Regions from separate parts of the Hordeum vulgare genome. Here regions 1 and 2 are each linked to region 3. A link is a contact called in public Hi-C data. All regions are on one chromosome and are shown on one strand. The core of a region is the stretch at or near the end of the contact, and the rest is flanking DNA. Distances in the headings are between cores, read along the strand shown. Region 1 holds the start of LOC123425742 (G-type lectin S-receptor-like serine/threonine-protein kinase At2g19130). Region 2 holds the start of LOC123425739. Region 3 holds the start of LOC123425740 (mitochondrial pyruvate carrier 4-like).

Region 1 (4,672 bases), core at 89-2,588, 560 kb after region 3:
TACAACTACTCCAATGATTGCATGTAAATTATTCATTAGGAGAAGATGGAATAAATGCAATTACTCTTTATGTAACCTTGGAGCTTATGCAAGAGATGTTGGTTAATCTACATACAACTTTCCTCTCTCTTCTTATTTATTTATTGCAACATCATCATATATCCTAGATGCGTTCCGGGGTAATATATACAAACCCCACATTATATGCCTTCCGAGGTTCGTACATCACATGTTCAAGGCATCTTCAATAGTTTGTATGTAGTCTTGTTGGTAAAATTATCCATGTCATCAACCAACAAGGGATCATACAACTACTCCAATGATTGCATCTAAATTATTCAATAGGAGAAGTTGGAATAAATGCAATTGCTCTTAGGAGAAGTTGGAATAAATGCAATTGCTCTCTATGTAACCTTGAAGCTTGTGCAAGAGTTATTGATTAATCTACATGCAACTTTTCTCTCTCCTTATTTATTTATTGTCATATCATTATATATCTTAGATGGTAAACTTTACCAACAACTATTTTACAGCCATTGGAGATGTCGTCAGTGTGCTCCATCAATACTCGTATATTCCTCCTATCACCACTATATACGGATGTAGCCTCGCGTGCTGATGTCTCCTCTATTTCGTTTCTATCCGTACGCTACCTTTAACGCCACCTGGTGCTGGGACCGTATCATAAAAGCTCTTGAATGGCCGAGCAGGACAGGGCGCTGCCTGAACCATGATTTAGCCGAGGAATCGGGAAAAGGGGTGACTGCATCTAGCATTGTTACCGGTCAAACACGGCCATCACGTTCCTTTTTCCGACAGGTCATTTTGCCCGAGTTTGGGCACCATAGTATGAGGACTGGGTCAGAGCTTATTCGTCTCCGCGCTCGAGTTACTGAGGTGCTACAGCTGGAAAAAAGAAGGAAAAGGTGACCAGAGACGTATCAATGGACACCATTCACGCCTCCAGTGGAGACCGCAATCACGATGATGATTAACATGACTTTGATAATCGCAACCGTGAACTGACGCACTGTAAATCAAACAGACCAGGAGACATTTCAAAATTCCGGTAATTCACCGTGACCAGGTAAGTACCCGTTGTAGATCCTATCTTCCAGAGGAGACGCCATCTGGTCAAGGTTGGAGGTTGAATTCTGGAAGTAATAGCCTAAACAAAAGAAGTTCTGTAACTTGAGTAGTAGATTCACAAGATGACAAGTCATCAGTCTTGTAAAAGTTGCGGCCAAAGATCTGCCTTCGTTTAAACATTCCAAGTCAACGCTCCCCTTGGTGCCTCTGCCGCCGGAAAACCACTTTTCTGGCTTCACACCATTTTTCTCCCTTTCTTAATCAGCAACAGTCAGCATCATGGCAGGAGCCAGATATTTGCAAGAAAAATAAAACATAAATCAAGCAAGAAAAACAAAACACCATTAGCCATGTGGTCATAAATTTCAACACGAGATTTTACTATTTTGTGAGTAATTCATCTATAGGAGCAGTACTATTCAGCAGCAGCAGGGCGTTGGGCGTTTACCAGGTCAAAGAAGGCTGCTTATTTAATTAGTCCTGTCTCCAGAGTTCAGGCTCCCATCCTCGGTCAAGCCCTGACTATTCTTCCAAGCTCCCATCCATGATCCATGGCTCCCTTCTTCCTCCTCCTCCTTTTCGTCCAAATCCTACTCTGCAAGGCCGGCGACACCATCAACTCCACCACACCCTTGTCCGGGTCACAGAAGATCTTGTCCCAGGGCAACAAGTTCACCGTGGGCTTCCACTCCCCATCGCAGAGTAACACCGCCTCTTCCACCTCCAGCAGTTACTACATAGCCATATGGTACAGCAACATACCACAGGTAACCACCGTGTGGAACACCGACAAGCCGGTGTCCGACCCGGCCACCGCCTCCTTGGAAATCGCCCGCGACGGCAACCTTGTCCTCCTTGATCAAGCCAAGAACCAGCTGCTATGGTCGACCAATGTAAGTATAGCCTCCAACTCCACCATGGCCACCATCAGGGACAGCGGTAGCCTCGAGCTCACCGATGCCTCCAATTCATCGATAGTTTATTGGCGAAGCATAGACCATCCCACAAACACCTGGCTTCCGGGGGGCAAGCTCGGGCTGAACAAGACCACGGGTCTGAGCCAGAGACTTCTTCCTTGGAAGAACAAAGAAAACCCATCTCCTGGGTTGTTCTCTCTGGAGCTAGACCCCAATGGCACAAAACAGTACTTCATCCAGTGGAATGAATCCATAAACTACTGGACCAGTGGCCCCTGGAACGGCAATATCTTCAGCCTCGTGCCAGAGATGACGGCCAATTTCAGATACGACTTCCAATTCGTCGACAATGCCACAGAAAGCTATTTCTACTACTCAATGAAGGATGATACAGTCATCTCGCGGTTCATCATGGACGTGACCGGACAGATCAAGCAGCTGACATGGGTGGAATACTCACAGCAGTGGATCTTGTTCTGGTCACAGCCACGGACGCAGTGTGAGGTGTATGCACTCTGTGGGGCATACGGCAGCTGCAGTGAGGCTGCGCTGCCGTACTGCAACTGCATCAAGGGGTTCAGCCAGAAGGTCCAGAGTGATTGGGATCTCGAGGATTACAGGGGTGGGTGCAAGAGGAACGTACCATTGCAGTGCCAGACCAACTCGACCTCCGGGCAGACCAAGCCTGATAAGTTCTATACCATGGCAGGCGTGAGGCTACCTGACAATGCTCAGAGGGCAGTGGGCGCCAGCTCGAAAGAATGTGAGCAGGCTTGTCTGAAAAGCTGTTCATGCGATGCTTACACTTACAATACCAGTGGCTGTTTTATTTGGTCTGGGGACCTGGTGAACCTCCAAGAACAGTACAGTGGAAATGGAGTTGGCAAACTCTTCCTCAGGCTTGCAGCGTCCGAGCTGCAAGACCCAAAAAGGAAGAAGGCAACAATCGTTGGTGGAGTTGTTGGTGGAGTTGCTGCAATTCTGATAATCCTTGCAATTGTGTTTTTCTTCGTATATCAGAAGTTCCGCCGAGAAAGGACTCTTCGAATATCAAAGACTGCTGGCGGCACATTGATTGCTTTCAGGTACAGTGATCTGCAGCATGTCACCAAAAACTTCTCAGAGAAGCTGGGGGGAGGTGCCTTCGGCTCGGTGTTCAAAGGGAAGCTCCCAGATTCAACTGCCATTGCTGTGAAGAGGCTCGATGGGTTTCATCAAGGGGAGAAGCAATTCCGTGCTGAGGTGAGCACGATTGGGACAACCCAGCATGTTAATTTGGTCCGCCTTCTTGGGTTCTGTTCTGAAGGATCAAGGAGGCTGCTTGTGTACGAGTACATGCAAAAAGGCTCCTTGGAAGTGCAACTCTTCCCTGGTGAGACAACTGCTTTGAGCTGGGCCGTAAGGTACCAAATTGCACTTGGAACAGCAAGAGGCCTAAACTATCTGCATGAAAAATGTAGGGATTGCATCATACACTGTGATGTCAAGCCAGATAACATTCTCTTGGATGATTCCTTTGTACCCAAAGTATCCGACTTTGGTCTAGCAAAGCTCTTAGGCCGGGACTTCAGCCGTGTTTTAACGACAATGAGAGGAACAAGGGGTTACCTTGCACCTGAATGGATCAGTGGCGTGCCCATAACGGCGAAGGCAGATGTATTCAGCTATGGCATGATGCTCCTTGAAATCATATCAGGCAGGAGGAATGCTGATCATGGAGAGGAGGGCAGGTCCACTTTCTTCCCAACCTTGGCTGCAAGCAAGCTCCATGAAGGGGATGTGCAGACCTTGTTGGACCCTAGGCTGAAAGGGGATGCAAATCCTGAGGAGCTCACAAGAGCTTGTAAGGTTGCTTGTTGGTGCATCCAAGATGATGAAAGCACTAGACCCACGACGGGTCAGATCATCCAAATCCTAGAGGGGTTTCTGGATGTGAATATGCCTCCCATTCCCAGGTCACTGAGAGCTCTTGGTGAAAGCCCTGATGTCATAAACTTCTTCTCAGATCTGTCTTCAAGCCAGACTTCCCAGACACAAAACAGCACAACAACTTCTCAGACACACAGTGCTACTTCAGGCAGTTCACATTTCCATAGTTCTTAATCAGGAAACCCTGCAATTTATGAGGGCAAGGCTTTTATATATATGTTTGAAAAGTGCTATGAATAACTGAAGTTGTATATATGTAGAAACTAGTACACTCAGCTTTTTATGCCGTCCTTTGTATCAATTTAAACACTGTAGGCTCACAGCAGAATTTCTGTTGCATGCTATCTTGTGGAATGGAAACTACTTTACTATTTAGACAAAAACAAATAATATTTTTTTCATGGCGAGTGTCTGCCTTTTCACAAACGCATGTCTTGGAGAAAGGCGGTCATGGCATAATTTTACCTGTGTAATTTGGCAGAAGCACATCCCTCTAGATAGCATGTTGTCTCCAGTCAACTGAGGAAGTTAGCAACAGATAGAACCATTGTCTGGGAAAACAAGTCAATTCAAATGATAAAACTGGCAATATGGACGAAAGAAATCAATGGACATGTTGTCCCTCCAGGGGATATTCTTTGCACTAACCCTCTCCAGGAGGTAACGCCCTTGAGTATAAACTTGCAGAGTACCACATGGCACTGGCTTGGCTGGATTGACATGAACCTCTATTAGGG
Region 2 (4,399 bases), core at 1,517-4,016, 550 kb before region 3:
CACACGCTCACACACCGTATGCTCGTACAAAACTAGCAGAAGATCGTGAGTCTCCACGAGCTAAAATCCTTAGATCTTCAGATACAAAAAAATTATGAGCGTATGTATGTATGTATGAGCATTGGGACCCACGTCGTAACCGGAGGGAAGATAGCTGTTGGATAGAAAATGGGTTGATCAGTGTAGCAAAAACAAAGCAGGCGAGATTGTGCGTGAATGACTGTAGCTCGTGCACTGCATGCGAGTTCCTGTAGAAATGTTACTGTAGCTCGGGGTATTATTCATGAAGATCCATCCATTCATCTTTGATCAGACGATGTGGACAGGGCCGGCCCTGAGGGGGGGGGGGCAGGGGGGCGGCCGCCCCGGGCCCCCGAAATCCTGGGGCCCCCTCCCAGGTCGCACGTAGCCTATGCCTATGGGGCATGGTTCTGAAAGGCAGAGGCACAAGTAGAAGTAGACTAATATAGACGCGCAACCAATGTAGCACGTAACGGATGGACAAGATCCTGTTCCAGTTTCCTTGTGTTCCCGCAGGTGCACATGACTACCACGCGGAGATAATGGGCCTGGCCCAGCGCTATGGGCATCATTACCATCGTTGAGGAAGACCCAAGGTAAAAGAAAATTAACGCACAATGCTCAGTCTTGGTTTTTAGGTCGTCACGCTCAAACTCCCATCCCAATCACGGCAAGGCCATTGCGTGTTTGCCTCCGATGCGGCAGCGACACTACGACAGAGGAGGAGCATCCAAATAGGCTAGTCATCTAGAGTAGGGTCAATTTGCTCCTTTTTTATTCAATCTTGTGGGTTTTATGAATTTTGGGGTTTCTTGATTTCGACGGAAAAATTTATAGTTACAATGAGAGGATTTTTGTTTGGCATTTCAAAATTAGTAGCCATGGTGCTATTGCTCGGTTATGAAAATTGGGAATATGGGACGATGTCTACTGCAGCAGGATTATGATTAATCATTGAATCGTGTCAAGTTATTTATTAACTCGATAATCAATGTTATGGTTTTGTAGTGCAGCTGCAAAAAGCATTATGTCCAAGGCATGTTGATGGTTCCTTCCGTATTGAAGATTCCAACTTAGATCTCCGGTATCAATGTTTTGATAGAAAATGATGTTTTTGGATTTGGAGATGATATCAAATAGTATTGGATTTTCTGTCCGTTCAATGGGTTTCTCATATACTGTAGTTTGTAAAGTTTGACTGATTGACTCACTATACATGTGTTTTATCTCCAGGGCTTAGAAGATATTTCTAATGCTTCATAAAAAACAAAGATTCTTATCAAGAAGAACATGAACAAGGAGGCACTACATGAGTTGATGATGATCAAGGTATGATTGGTTTTGTTCTACTACAAGAAGCACTACATGCATCTTTCAAATAGCTACATATTGATGAAAATAATGGAGAATAATGCGAGATACATAAATGTCCAAGAGAGGTTAAAAGTTTTGCAACTTAGTATATCAAGAATAAATTGTTGAATAAGATTGATATCAATACCATCATCCTTGTGATTGCATCTGGGAATGTTAGACTCAAATTTTGAGGTACATATGTAAAAATTATGTGATTTTAAATGCATTTTAAGCGTTACACAAAACATTTTTTAGGTTTATGACTTTATGTTAAAGGGCCTCGGGTTCTAGTTTCGCCCCGGCCCCCGAAATCTCAGGACCGGCCCTGGATGTGGAGAGGGGTCAGGTGCACAAGTCATTGGATCTCGTGAGAAAGGAAAGAAAATAAAAAACTAGTACAATCCTTCGCGTGAGAAAGAAACGAAACGAAGGCCCTGTTTGGATCCACATACTAGAGTTAGTTTGAGCTAGTTGGGGCTCAAATAGCACTAAAGTATCCAAACATGAGGGTTAGATTGGAGCTAGTTGCATCTAACCCACCCAAAAAACTAGCCCACCCAAGAGGTGCTAATTGGAGCTAGTTTTCATGGGGCCCACAAAAAGTCACTTTTCTCTCTCTATCCACCAGGTAATAGATGTTAATTGGAGCTAGTTTTCATGAGACCCACTAAAAAATCACTTTCCTCTCTCCATTAAGTACAACTATTGTTAATCTAACCCTATCATCCAAACATCTCTTTGGCTAGAGTTAGTCTAACGTTAGTCATGAGCTAAAAACTAACTCTAACCTCTAGCTAAATTAGAGTATCGAAACAGGGCCGAAAGACAAGAGCATGGCCATTCTGTTGGTTTGGCGGAACAACCCAACAAATTTCTGTTCCTGCATACGCAACCAGAGTATGATTGCAGCGTCAGCAGCCCCGAAGCGGCGACCTTTCTCCGAAAACCGGATAAGCGCAACGAGACATAAACTCTATCCGACTGACAGGCGGACCCGCATCCAGTCTGGACTGTGGAGCAGGCGCGGGCGCGGCGGCCCAATCCAAAGTCCAACCACCGCCAGGCTACTCCCCTCCCCTCCCCTCCCAGACCACGCGCGTTACGTTATTGTTATTATTATTAGCGGCCGCGGGGGCTAATTACCCGATTTAACCACCGGCAATTCGGGCGCCTCGTCCTCCCGGCACCAACTCACCCACCCACGTGTTCCCCGCCATCCTCCGCTGGCGCGTGGGGCCCCTCGCACAGCCGGGCCCCGCTGGACCCACCTCACCGTGGGCAAATCGGCCGCCGAAGCGAGTGCGAACAGGTATACGTATTACTCCCAGAAAGAAAGAAAATCCCAATCGGAAGATGCCATCCCCCCTCTCCCTCTCCCTCTCTCAATCGGAGGCGCTTATTAATAAGACGTTAAAAACCCGGCGCGGCACGGGACCGAGTAGCAGTAACGTCATACGGAACAAAAACTTCAGGACAGGGAGCGAGAGAGAGGGAGCGAGCGAGCGAGGCTCCGTCCATCCATGGCCGCGGCGGAGGAGGAGGCGTCCACGGCGCCTAGGGGCCGCCCGGAGGAGGAGGAGTACGAGGAGGAGGCGATGGCGGTGCTGGACTTCGACATGCTCTGCGCGTCCGTCGCCATGTCGGCGGAGAGGAGGAAGGGCGCCGGCATGGGGGAGGCGGCGGCGTGCGCGGGCGGCGCCGAAGGGGCCGCCGGCGGAGGAGGCGTGCAGAGGATGTGGGAGGGGGACGTGGTGATTGATTGCTTGGAGGACCGCCGAATCGCGCTCGAGGCCGCCTGGTAGGTGGAGCTAACTCTTGACCGCTCGTTTCATCCGTCCAACCACCTGCTGTTTTTGGTGGGTTGCCACGGGAAAGCTTGGAGATTCTACTGCTAGTTTAGCTCAATCTTTCCATATTGATTTTGTGCGGATTTGGGCATAAACTGCGCTGCTGTCTTTATGCCAACTCGATGTGGAATACTACTAGTACCTAGTATTTTGTCTCGCATGAATACTGCCTCTTTTGGCTGTGTGCATCCTCATGATGCACGGGCCGGGGTCTTCCCCTTGGGGAAAAAATGGATACTGCTTGAAATGCCATCAGTGTTCTCTAATTTAGCCATAATTTCTTTATGATTAGACACAAGATTTACTATTTAGCTCCGTCATTAATTTCTGTCTTGGAGTATTGCTTGGTTAACTGTAATGTAATACTAGTGAAAGTCCACCACAGTTTGATGAGACTTTCTGGATTCATCCTTTGTCACTTCTTTCTAGCTAGAGTCGTGGAAGAAGAAATTCCTACGCCAAACGAAGGTTTCTCCCTAATTAGTGCTACCTGTCCTTAAAGAATACTTCATATCTCTGATCATCTGATGAAGACTCATGGGTGATAAGTGATAGAATCTGCTCGAGGTTTAGTTTTTCTCTTGGATTTTAGGTTGGTTAATTCGAGTACTGAAAAGTATTTCCTAGCTTGAGTCATGAAAGAAAAATTGACATGTTTAAGATAAGTTAGTAGGGAACATTCCCCAACGTGAGGTCTTACCCCTTTTGAACTTCTGCCTTTGTTCTATTCGACTGTCTTTGAAAAAGATTCCATTTTCCTCTGCTGTACAGCATATTTTAATGTGCAGCTGTGATTAAACTTTTGAGGATCTTCGCTTTAACTTTCTTGTTTGCTTGCGACTACTTGCAGTTGCCCATGCTATAGGTTTGGCAAGAACATGCGGAGAGCCAATCTCGGATCTTGCTTCCTTCAGGTACAGATAATACCATGTCTTGCCCATTTCTTGCTTGTCATTTTTCTGTGCCAAAAGGGTGGTCACGTTGCTGTGTAATATAGGTAAGCATGCAAAACCAGTTGAGGTTAGTTTAAGATGCTGCCGTTGGTAGGAAGTAGGAAACCGTTTGGTTCAGGTAGGCTCTTTATTCCAGTACCAAATGCAGAATTTCTTGTAGGTCAACCCTTTTAGAGTTCTGTAGACTATTACGAATATAGCTGCCCTGAAAAGTAAACATCT
Region 3 (4,185 bases), core at 1,435-3,934:
TCTTCTTGGCTAACTCGCTGATGCATCATAATATTTTTTTACTTCCACACAGCAACATAGGTGCCTACTCAGCAATGGTAAGGAGAAGGTGGAACTGGCTACGGCTAGTACCAGAATCAAATGGATCATCAGAGTACCCACAACAACAAAAAATGTCATCAGAGAATTGCACCATGAACACAGTGGCCATCTGCAGGAGGGGTCAGCAATCTGGCTGTTATTTTGTATTCTCGCTGACTTTTTTTTTCTCCTAGTCTTTTTTTCAATACAAGGGAAGTCGTCATCCCAGTCCCATATAAGGAAAAGCAGAGTATATCGTACTTCTGGGTTTAAGGGATGCCACAAACCTGGCACGCCCAACACAAATCAAATTGCACATAGGAACAGGCTAAAAGGAGAAAGAAAAATCAAAACGTCCATCAACAGGCAGAATAAGCCAACATTGGCCTTTTAATCTTTTATATCAACCAATTCAGAACCGGAACATGATCAAAGACAGCCATTCTTAGAACAACCGATTTCTCCTAGTATAGATGTTGGTCCTTCCAAAAGGGGTTTCTGGTAAGCTGTACCTGGTTGCTACTTTTCTCTTACTGTTTTGAACTGAACAAAGAATCCCCAGCATCACTCTCCTAAATTATATAGTCTGGCAATCGTCTATCACTTCTAAGCAATGCTGGTAGTATCCTACTGGATGAAAACAACATGTGCAAGCTATCTTGGTGTCCATAGAAATCATTAAAGAGTCTTGGTACATACAATATCTAAAATAAAGGAGGCGATTGACAACCAAAACAGAAATAACAACTAGAAACTTAAGGGGATGTGAATATCACTAACTGGTTTTGGGGCCAGCGGGATGGTTCCAAAAAGCTTGAAGCTTTGAAGAAGCCATTGAAACTAACACGGGCCTTCCTGTTTTTTTGAACGACCTGTTTTCACTCACTTAATTGCTGTCCCGTGCCCCTACAAGCAGACATAAAATCGTACCTGTAAATCCTCCACAATCAGCATAATAAAATAGCAAAACTCAGTCAGAATATGACTGTGCAGAAGTTTCGATATTGGTGGGATTTTATTTTTACTCTAGGGGTCAAATTCATGCAACATAAGAACAAAAAAAAAGCCCATAGCAAGAACATGATAGACAATAACCCGCATCAATAATGGGCATAAACTCTCAACATACATACATAATTACATACTCCCCTCTGTCCCAAAATAAGTGACTCAACTTTGTACTAGCTTTGTATTAAAGTTAGTACAAAGTTGAGTCACTTATTTTGGGAGGGAGGGAGTATTAGATAGTTAAACCATATTATAGTGATTTGTGCCATTGACTATAACACAAACTTGATAACAAAGACGCTATGTAAGGGCCAGTTTGCTTCCGCAGAAAAAATAATGTAGAGACGTGTTTGGCCCTGCTCCGACTCATATGTTGAGCTGCTACCAAACTAGAACTGAAGCCAGCTGAGGAACTGTTAGTTTGCCAAGTTGGCTTTTAAATCAGGAAGAAACAACACAAGTTATCATCACGCTCCATGAGTTAGAACTTATTTGAACTTATCAATAAACTTTAATTTGGTATCATGTACTGTACTACGAGAATTGTCTCTATCTACAAAATATGTGGCATCCTAATCATAATATGAATGTTCATACCATACACTGAGTCACAACTTTCAATGGAAGAGAATAACTCACAACATATGAATCTCAGGAATGAAAACAAAAGGCAATGGTATTCAATATTGGGTACGCAACAGTATATGCCAAACTGAAGAACATGTCCCAAGACGAATAGCATTCATGAAATATGCTTTGAATGTCATTTTCATAATTATATCTTCTCAACCAGCAATTCCTTCTACAAGAGTACTGAACTAACATACCAATCCGTTTTATCAATTCAGAATAGCTACTACCCACAGTATGGATGGTTTCTAAATAGAACAACCGTGGACAGAAGTCCGTCCAACTAGACATACATATAAACAAAAACAAAAGTTGAAATTATCGACTCTGGTTCCCAACATTGTCCACTATCTGTTGAAATAAGCATCATGTGCATATGAACACATGATACAATTATTCGCGCCGAGGAGGCGGAAAGCCAAGGAGGGTCCAGGCCGGTGGCTGCAGAATGAGGGCCAGCGGGAAGAGAACCTTGACGGGACCGGGAGAGAGCGCCCTTGAGGTCGCCAGTGGTCGCAGTGGGCTTGAGCCCTCGCCGCCGTTCCGGACCTCTCGCTCACCCTCTGTCGTCTGTTTGACTGTTTCGATCCTACTCGATCCAGGCGAAGGCGAATGGGTACAGCCGTATATATCGATCGTTCCTTCGAAATCCATGGTCAAACTTAAATCGTGGTCATGGGTCGCATCTCCCCCAAGAGAACCATCAGATTAGTTGCGTATCCCTGCGGATTGTAGAGAGCGGGAGGAGGGTTAGAGATCGGTCACCTGAGACGCCGCCGCCGGTCGCCGGAACCGAAGAAGCCGATGAGAAGAGGGGATGGGGTGGTAGATATGGTTCAGGTGAGGTGTCCCTTTCAAGTCGCGCAGGTGAGGGAGGCGTCCGACGACAAGGCCTGCGCTGGAGTCTCAAGCGAGCGCCTTGACCGCTTGGCGATAGACTCCAGTGGCTGCTTTGGGCCACAGTCTAAATTTTTTTTCGTTTCTCCGCAATTGGGCCACCGTCGCAATGCCTGGTGCCGTTGTATGCTCTTGGGCCACATAACTCGTGAAAATAAAAAAAGTTGACGAGTTTGAAAAAATGAAAACAATTCACGAATTTGAAAAAAGAAATTCATCACATGAAAAAGTTAATGAATTAGAAAAAAGCTCGCTGATTAAAATAATAACAAAATTGAAAAAGGTTCATGTATTTGAGAAGAAAAACCCGCTCAAAAGCGAACAAAAAAACCATTAAAAAACCAAAAGGAAAAGAACCGACCAGAGACTTTCCAAAATCGGTTGGAAAGCTCTTCCCAAACCTGGAACCAACTTCTCCGGCTACAACCTTAAATGGGCAAGTTAATTATACATGGAACTATCACATTTTGGTATAATGTAACGAATCGGTACCACTAGTCATACGTGTCAGGTGAGACGTTGATCAACCGGCGCGTGTCGCTCTACTGACTAGGACAAGGTCGGTGCGGTCGGTCTAAGTGGGCTTGGTCGAACCGAGTTGAACCCCCGCCACACTCTCTTGCTCTCCTCGAGCTCTCTCCCCCTTCCCCTTCGATTTGCCGTCGACTCCCGTCACCGCCATTATCGTCGTCGCGACATGGTGTACGAGGACGAGAGCAGTAACGACTACTCCAGTCTATAGTACATCAGCCCCTCCTCCGACGGCATGCAGTACCAGATGAGTGGAAGAACTAGGGTTGAGGTTTGTGCTCTTTGGGGTTTTGATTTGATTTGAGGACTTTGGTTGCTTTTGCCCTTGTAGATCCCTGCTAGCATTGAAGACGAAGACTACATGGACATTGAGACAACATCGATGGTTCCTTGCGAGCACCATGGTGTGGCAGCTGAGAGGTTGTGGCCTTTGAAGGATTTGGCACGGGAAGAAGGTTCTTAGTATATGTTAAGAAGGTAATATGTTGCACAATATTTGACAATGATAGTAAACACATGGTCGGGTGCATAATTTAATTTGAGAGATGTGATGGTCATTTTTAGTTTAGCCATGTGCTGATGCAGATTGTGTAATTGTTTAATTGGACAATTGTGATAGAATTCCTAGTCTTTAGCTTATCACTGTGTTAATGCACATTATTTAATTGGGCGGCTCTGATGGTCATTTTGTAGCCATTTAGTAGTACTCACGGTCAGTTTTTAGCCATTTACTCTCTCCGTTCCTAAATATAAGATCTTTTAGAGATTCCACTATGAACTACATACGGATGTAGGTAGTCATATTTTAGAATATAGATTCACTCATTTTGCTCTGTATCTAGTCTATAGTGAAATTTTTAAAAGGTCTTATATTTAGGAATGGAGGGACTATTATTGATGATGCTCATCATTGGAGTAACCATGTGGTGATGCTTTCCATGTATTTTAAATTTGTGTAGTAGATGTTAATTTTATAATAGGTCAACACCTTAGTTTGCGGTGCAGGTGTTCATTGTTTATTTTACCCGAGTACCGAACTGGACAGCTAAATGATTGTTT

The links. Hi-C and Micro-C count contacts between places; a contact is called where the count stands out from the background.
Region 1: a Hi-C map of seedling shows a contact between it and region 3, with 4 times the contacts expected there. The contact joins the promoter of LOC123425742 here to the promoter of LOC123425740 in region 3. A contact is called at or near these places in 3 of 6 Hi-C or Micro-C datasets (leaf and seedling) and 1 of 1 datasets of contacts at active chromatin or transcription factors (embryo).
Region 2: a contact with region 3 is called in a Hi-C map of seedling, with 3 times the contacts expected there. The contact joins the promoter of LOC123425739 here to the promoter of LOC123425740 in region 3. A contact is called at or near these places in 1 of 6 Hi-C or Micro-C datasets (seedling) and 1 of 1 datasets of contacts at active chromatin or transcription factors (embryo).

Annotation. Positions count from the first base shown.
Region 1 is chr2H:179,737,835-179,742,506 of MorexV3_pseudomolecules_assembly, forward strand. LOC123425742 (G-type lectin S-receptor-like serine/threonine-protein kinase At2g19130) reads left to right here and starts at 1,339. Exons shown (of 1, transcript XM_045109456.1): 1 at 1,339-4,336. The coding sequence starts at 1,641. The coding sequence ends at 4,109. It overlaps LOC123426060, which reads right to left. Exons shown (of 3, transcript XM_045109834.1): 3 at 986-1,341. The coding sequence ends at 1,059.
Region 2 is chr2H:178,629,693-178,634,091 of MorexV3_pseudomolecules_assembly, forward strand. LOC123425739 reads left to right here and starts at 2,767. Exons shown (of 5, transcript XM_045109450.1): 1 at 2,767-3,175; 2 at 4,075-4,138. The coding sequence starts at 2,898.
Region 3 is chr2H:179,177,813-179,181,997 of MorexV3_pseudomolecules_assembly, forward strand. It overlaps LOC123425740 (mitochondrial pyruvate carrier 4-like), which reads right to left and starts at 2,685. Exons shown (of 6, transcript XM_045109454.1): 1 at 2,464-2,685; 2 at 841-966. The coding sequence starts at 895.